Regions from separate parts of the Mus musculus genome. Here region 2 is linked to region 1. A link is a contact called in public promoter capture Hi-C data. All regions are on one chromosome and are shown on one strand. The core of a region is the stretch at or near the end of the contact, and the rest is flanking DNA. Distances in the headings are between cores, read along the strand shown.

Region 1 (3,597 bases), core at 761-3,260:
AGGAATGCTACACACAACAGGCAGCTCTCAGCCTACAGGGACACCAAGCAAGAGCAGCTGGAAGCGGTAGGGTGTGGCTTAGTTGATGTGTATTGGCTTGGCCAGCCCACTGTCCTGGGTTCTATCCCCAGTACAACAACAACAACAACAACAACAACAACAAAGAAAACAGCAGACACTAGCTCCAGGTGATAAACAACCTCAAGCCTTCCAGACAGAGGGATGGCCACTAAGGGCCTGGCACAGGCAGCAGGCAGCCAGTGAGGACTGATGGCTGTGGGAACTGAGGTGGACGACACAGCAGCAGAGCAGCCTAGGCTGGGCCTCTGTTGGGCATGAGAGGAGAGGGCCTGACTGGCCTGAGGCTCTGCTCCTCAAGTCAGCTCAGCTCCAGGACTCAGCCCAGAAAGCAGAGCCTCAGATCTTAAGATGCTATCAGGACTGGGCCTAATACCATCGGGTAGGGAATAAGGAGACCTGGGCGTGGCTGCTCAGCCAGCAGTACATGGCATCGTCAGGCAGAGCAAGCTGATTCACCCGAGCCTCCCCACAGCCTCCACTACCACTGCCTGCACATCTACAAACACATGTGCACACCCTCGCTGCAGCTGACACTAGTTTGAAGGCCCTATCTACTCATTCTAGAGTAGATGGCTGCTGAGCCTGTATCTGAAAGCAGAGATGGATCAAGTACTCAAACTCTGATCCCATCACCACATGCCTACAACACAAGAGCAACCCCTCTCTCCCCCCAGGCAGGGCTCCCAAGGAGAGTCAATGAGGCCGACGTGGGAACTTATAGCACACTCAAGAGTAGAGTTGCCTGACATGGCTGTAGCCCCTCTCTTTGCCTCCAACCCTCCTGAGGAAGGAGCAGCAAGAGGCGCTCAACTTACTTCCTGACATCAAGAACACGCCATTTGGGTCCACAGCTAGGCAGGTGACTGCATCCAGGTGGGCCACCATGGAATGCACAGATTTACCTGGAGAGAGGATAGAGAGTGGCTGGGAGTCCCCGACAACTACTAGCCTTATTTGGGAAGCTGAGGGGCTGGGAGCGGGAAGTCTGAAAACCTCTAAGGTAGACACCAGAGTTTGGTAGTCTTGAATGTCCCTGTCCCATGCTGCCCGTACCCCCAAAAAACACAACGAGGGGACAATTAAGGCTGGGCCTCACCTGTTCGATTGTCCAGGAACCGGATGCCCCTGTCGTCGTGTGCAGTGATGGTGAGAGGCTGGCTTGGGTGACTCACCACCTGGTTGATCTGTGCTGGGCCTGGAGGGTCAGTGGGAAGAGTGGGAGAGGCAGGCCTGAGGGGAAAGCAGGGCCGGACAGAGGCAGGAGGGGCAGGCCACTTCTGCAGTTGGGAACGTGCCTCCCAGCCCTGTGTGTCAAGCTAGCTGGCTACCACTGAGCCTTGCTTCCTTCCTGCTTGTGGCATATGGTAACATTCTCTTCTCACTGATGGCTAGGTCCCCAGAACCACGGGAGGAACTGGGGTCCTATGGGCACTCAGCCCCCAGTCTTACTGGCCTGCCTGGCTAAGGGCCCTTACCACTGCTCCCTCGAGACTCCAATGTGAGAAGGGCGCTGCCAGCTTCCAGGTCATAAAGAACGGTATCACCAGAACGAAAGGAGGCCACGACATGGGCAGGTTCAGTGCTGGTGAAGGCCACTGAGGTGGGAATTCCATGTTCTGAGAGTACAGGGGAAGAGAGAAGGCTACTCAGAGCGCTGGTCCTGCCCTCCTCAGGAGCCACCAGAGTCCTGGGCTCTGTATCCTGCTTGTGAGACACTGGGGTCAAAACTCACCTCCATCCATGGGGAAGGTACAGAGGCAGCTTGGACCACTGCTGCTGGGATCCCAGATGCGGACGGTGCCATCGGCAGAGCAGGATGCTAGGCGCTGGGAGGTGGGACTGAAGGCCAGACCCCACACAGCATCCCCATGGCCTTCCAGGACATGGCTCAGCACACTTGGGTCTGGGCAGGCCGGGAGGAAATAGATTGTCAGGGACACCAGCTACACTGATTGGCCCAAGGGCTTTATCTTTGCTGGGACCTGGGTGGCTGCCACTGCCCACAAGCTCCTCTGACTCTAGGGCTCAGGAACAGCTCAAGAGCTTAGAAAATGAGGCTTCCATGTTCACTGTCTCTCCAGGGCCAAGGTCAGCAGCTCAGGGGACCAGTGGAGCACGAAGGAAAGCTGCCTCGGCTCCCCTTTTAGTCCCTGCAATGTCTTTCCCTTCTACTTTCTCAGGCTCTGCTGTTCAAAGGACCTTCTGTGGTCTCTCTCGCTGTTAAGTTCACATGGTTCTGGGTCAAGTCCTGCTGACACCTGAAGTCCACTTAGGATTGATGCCTGACCTTCCCAAATGATCATTAGTTTGACAGGAAATGCAACTCTGTATTCTGCCATAACCAATTTAGCACAAAGCCATGTTCAAGAGTAAACAGCACTCAGGAGGCAGAGGCAGGAGGATCTCTATGAGTTTAAGGCCAACCTGGGTCTACATAAAGACAACACAGTGAAATCCTATCTTTTAAAAGAGGGGTGGGAGTGGGGTTGGAGAAATGGCTCAGTGGTAAGAGCATTTGCTTTTACTCACGACCATCTGTAACACAGAGATACATGTAAAAAGAGCTCACTAAGCACCAACAAGTTAGGCAAGGGCACTGAGTAGGAGGGAACTCTGGGTATCTCTTCACATTAAAAAAAACTACTTAAAATTTTTTTATTTAATTTTATTCTTTTATGGTTACCAATGGTGGTAGCACACACCTTTAAGGGAGGGAGGCAGAGGCAGGTGGAGTTTGAAGGCAGCCTGGGCTACAGAATGAGTTCCAGGACAGACGGGGCTAAACGGAGAAACTGTCTCAAAAAACGAAGCCAACCCAAACAAAAAAACAAAACAAAATAAAAAACTTTTTTACTTAAGCAGAGATGGAGTCTATAATAAAGACATTTCTTTCTTTCTTTCTTTCTTTTCCTTTCTTCCTTTCTCTCTCTCTCTCTCTCTCTCTCTCTCTCTCTCTCTCTCTCTCTCTCTCTCTCTCTCTCTCTCTTTCTTTCTGTGTAGCCCCAGCTGACCAAGAACTCAGCAGTTCTGGCTCACTGAGCTCTGCTTGTCTTCTGCCTCAAGGGCTGGAATTAAAGGTGTACATTACTACATGCAGCCTATAAGACATTTTTTAAAAATGTACTTACCCTCTCTTAAAAAGAAAAAGAACTTTAAAAAGTTTTAAAAAAATACTTAAAAGAATTTTTTCTTAAACTATATTGTGAGCACACTCTTTCTCTCCCCAGCTCTCCCCAGATTTTCCCACCTCCTTACTGCCCAAGCAACTTCATGTTCCTTCTCTCTAAAAGACTAAAACTAAAGCAGAAGATTTTAAAAAAAGAAAAAGAAAAGGAAAAATAAAGGAAGGAAGGAAGGAAGGAAGGAAGGAAGGAAGGAAGGAAGAAAGAAAGAAAGGAAGAAAGAAAGAAAGAAAGAGCCAAAAATGAAAGAAACATAAAATTTCCCCCAACAACATGGAGTGTGTTCTGAGTTGTCAGCCACCCCTAGGCATGAAGCCTGCCCTGGAGTGTCACT
Region 2 (3,597 bases), core at 359-2,858, 2.2 Mb before region 1:
ACGCCATGATGGGCGTGGGCTGCAACGTTCTTGGGCTCTGATCTTTCTGGTTACACTTTGCTTGTCCCATTAATTAACATCTTATTTGGTCTATTACTGTGATATGACCCATTGGCTACTGTGGTAACTGCCATGGACTCTTTGGTAGGCCTAGGGTTGGGGTATTAGGAAGGCAGATGCGTTTGGAAGTGCTGCGAAGGTGGTCATGTTGGACATATTGTGAAGGCAGTTAGACTGGTGTACTATGAAAGCTGCCATATTAAGTGAAGCCATTGGGTGATTGATCCACTGGGTGCCTGATGGTCGTGATGTTGGATGACACATGTCTGGTCCTTTGGATGATGTGTTGGACATCTTGATTGACCTTTTGAGTATGTGACAGAACACATCTTCTTTGGCTCATTTTATCCTGGGATCGCCTCTTTTTTTTCCTCTTCTTTTTCTTTTTCTTTTTCTTTTTTTCTTTTCCTTTTTTCTTTTTTTTTTCTTTTTTGGCAGACTTCTTGGTTCAGCAGATGCCAAATTGGCCACCATATCACATGGTGTCTTTTTTGACATTCTGGATGCATGGAAGGTCACTGTATTGGCAAGGTGACATCTCAGCATGCTGCTATGCACCAAGATAGATGGTTACCACAGGCCTGCCATCACCATCTCCTTGGTGGAGGTTGGGTGAGGGGAAGAGGTGAGCAGACCCTATGAGTTTTCTCTGAAGCCCATCCCCACCCTGTCTGTGAGAAAGGGCTAGTGTGGGTGTCGGGAGTTCCTACTGAGGTCAAGTTCTTGTCTGGGGCTTGGGAATACTGCCTGTGTTTGGCCATTAAAAAGGCACCATCTCCATCTCTTAGTGTCTTTTTCTTGGTGGACCCTGTGAGGCTCAAACACCTAAATGTGTGTTCCTCTATGCCCTTCTTCCTATCCCAGGGAGCTGGTGGCCTCTGTGGGGGAAGGGCTGGGGGGGAAAAGCAGCAATGTGACCTTTGGCTCTTTGTTGTCCCTGACCCCAAGGACAGTTTGTTCATAGATAGCAGCCCCCGCACAGTAGTGGGGCCAGAGCAGCCAGGGGGGAGGTGGCTTTGCAGTGACCAAGGCCATCACCCCTCCCCCACCTTGCAGACACACACACACACACACACACACACACACACGCACACACACATACACACCTGAAGCTTTAGGGCTATAGAAACCTACAGAAACTATAGGCTATTCAATTTGGGGGAAGAAGGGAAAAGAATGCAAGATTTGAAGGGGGGAGGGAGAGAGAAAGGAGACAGAGAGAGAGAGAGAGAGAGAGAGAGAGACCTTTATTTTATTTATTTTTGAAAGAAGGTCTCATACTCTGGGGTGCTCAAACTCATGGCAATCCCCCTGCCTCTGTCTTCTTTCGAGGATTACAGGGATGTACACCTGGTCTATACTGATTTATTCTGGTGTATTCGGTGCTGGGGCTGGAACCCAGCAACTGGAGTACGCTATAGCAATCACTTACCTATGGAGCTAGGTCCACTCTGTCAGTCTTTCTAGTCACCCACACTCTGGCCCCTCCTTGGCTCTCTTCTTTGGCCTCCCTCTCCCAGTTCAGAGTTTCCGCCTCTACCTGCCGCCTGGCAGGCGGGTCCCTCTATTTCTGTCGCAGTCCCGCCTTGCCCGGGCCGCGTGTCACCCCCGCCCCCTGCCTTGCTGGCTCCCAGTTGTCAGCCGTCCCACCAGGCTGGCTGTCCTGGGGAATTCCTCCCGGTTCCTGGAAAAAACAACTGGGGCCGAGAGAAAGGCCCTCAGTCTCCCCGGGCTCCGGCCCTCCCCCGGGCCTGGGGGTCGCCGGCCCGAGGCAGGAAGCCCTGCGGTTTCTGGCTTCTCCCCGGCGGCCTCCGGATCTGGCCCCCGCCGCTCCCCCCCCCCCCAAACCGGGCCAACAGCCCAAATATTATTCCGCAGGAGGAGTCGGTGGCGGCGGGAGGAGGCTCAGGTTGAAAGAGGCTTTCAGGGTAGCCAGGCCTTGGGCTTCCTGTCCCCAGGCTCGGGCCTCAGGCTGCCCCACTGGGGACCTCAGGTGGCCTGAGAGGCGGGGTGTTGTTGTAGGGTCCTTAGGGGAGGGTGGGGCCATCTGTCGGGGTTTCTGGTGGCCACCAGCTCGCCTGGCCTTGCCTGGCGTGGGCAGGTGTGACCCCCCCCCCCCCCCCGGACAGCCGGCTGGTGTCCAACGTGGAAAAGTACCAACATCAGACGTGGGACGTGTGGACAGACAGGAGGACGCGATGAGGGATGGGTCACTGGGGTGGGGGGGACATAGAGTGGGCTGGGTTGTGGGGTTGACATGACATTAAGGAAAAGACCTGTGGGCAGGAAACCGAGGCTAGGGGCCTGGGTCCCAGCTTGAGCACGGAGCTATATACGCTTTGAGATGAGGTAATGACTATAGAAGTGGCCCCAGCTGTTGGGCCTAGTAACCCACATCTGTGGTCTCAGCACTCGGGAAGCAGAGGCAGGACTGTTTGGGGGCCAACCTAGGCTACATAGCTACATAGTGTGTCTGTCTCTTAAACAAACAAGAAAACTTGACAAGTAATGAGTAATTGAATAATTCCTTTTTAGGGACCCTCACTTTATTACAGGCAAAAACTGAGGCATGGAGCTGGTTTGACGATTAAGGTCACACAACTGGGGTGGGGATGGGGGTGGGGGTCCCAGGAAGGCCCTCTGGCTCTGACTCAGTGCCTTGGACCTCCACTGTTCTAGAGAATAGCCCCCCACTTCCTGCCACAGTTTGGAATGGTAGGAGCCTCACCCACAAAAGTTTACAGGTGTGTGTGTATGTATGTGTATGTGTGTGTATGTATTGTATAAATATATGCATGTGAGTATATGTGTGTATGTATGTGTATATATACATATATGTATATATGTATGTGTGTATGTATCTGAGTGTATGTGTGTGTGTATGTATGCATGTGTGTATATGTGTGTATGTATATGTATGTATGTGAGTGTATGCATGTGAGTATATGTATGTGTGTGTTCTGGTCATGTTTGTCATACAGCTCTTTACCTTTCTTAGTGTCATTTTTATATTTCTCTGCTGTTCTGTGACGGGTGTCTTTTAGCATACGTGTGTGCTTCCGTATCTTGGTCACTGTCTGTCACTTGTCATTGTGTCTGTCACTGGGCATCTTTACGTGTCACTCTTCTGTGTGTCACATTATGTGTCTCTGTCCCTCCGACTTGCACATCTGCCTATATTGGTCACTGTGCGTCACTGTGTCTGTCCACCAATGTGTCACCATCTACCCTGGTGCCAGTGTGTGTGTTACTCACCACTCAGGCCACAGGTGGGCGTGTCTGGCCCACCAGTGCCAGAACTGTGGCCCAGCCCAGCCTACCCTGGCTGCTGTGGTCCACGCTGGACGCCTGTTTGCCATGCCTGCCTCAGGTAAACAGGAGGCTCCCGAGGCCCAGGGCACCTCCCTCACCTCTGCTCCCTTCTCTTAGGACTGCTCCCAGCCCAGCTGGATCACAGCCCACTGACATGCCCCCAGCCACCCTGGACTCACAGACCCAGTCTTGGCCTCAGCCTGGTCTGTCCCTTTATCTCTGTTT

Evidence for each region. Capture Hi-C pulls out chosen DNA fragments and counts their contacts.
Region 2: a contact with region 1 is called in a promoter capture Hi-C map of liver, with 4 times the contacts expected there. The contact joins two enhancer-like sites. A contact is called at or near these places in 4 of 39 promoter capture datasets (hippocampal neurons, liver, pre-B cells and 1 more), 3 of 115 datasets of contacts at active chromatin or transcription factors (embryonic forebrain, embryonic stem cells and large pre-B cells) and 2 of 9 other capture datasets (adipose tissue and liver).

What each region holds. Positions count from the first base shown.
Region 1 is chr7:16,835,949-16,839,545 of GRCm38.p6, reverse strand. Strn4 (striatin, calmodulin binding protein 4) reads right to left here. Exons shown (of 18, transcript NM_133789.3): 13 at 1,814-1,984; 14 at 1,557-1,697; 15 at 1,178-1,276; 16 at 897-983. Among named protein-coding and RNA genes, the nearest start is that of Prkd2, 5.2 kb to the left of the region's middle. Within about 2 kb of position 2,010, at least 12 of the 459 cell types and tissues checked have an H3K27ac peak or open chromatin away from gene starts, as enhancers often do. A contact at or near this core is called in liver, where this site is marked.
Region 2 is chr7:19,010,527-19,014,123 of GRCm38.p6, reverse strand. Foxa3 (forkhead box A3) reads left to right here. Exons shown (of 2, transcript NM_008260.2): 2 at 1-841. Among named protein-coding and RNA genes, the nearest start is that of Irf2bp1, 8.3 kb to the right of the region's middle. Within about 2 kb of position 1,608, at least 134 of the 459 cell types and tissues checked have an H3K27ac peak or open chromatin away from gene starts, as enhancers often do. A contact at or near this core is called in liver, where this site is marked.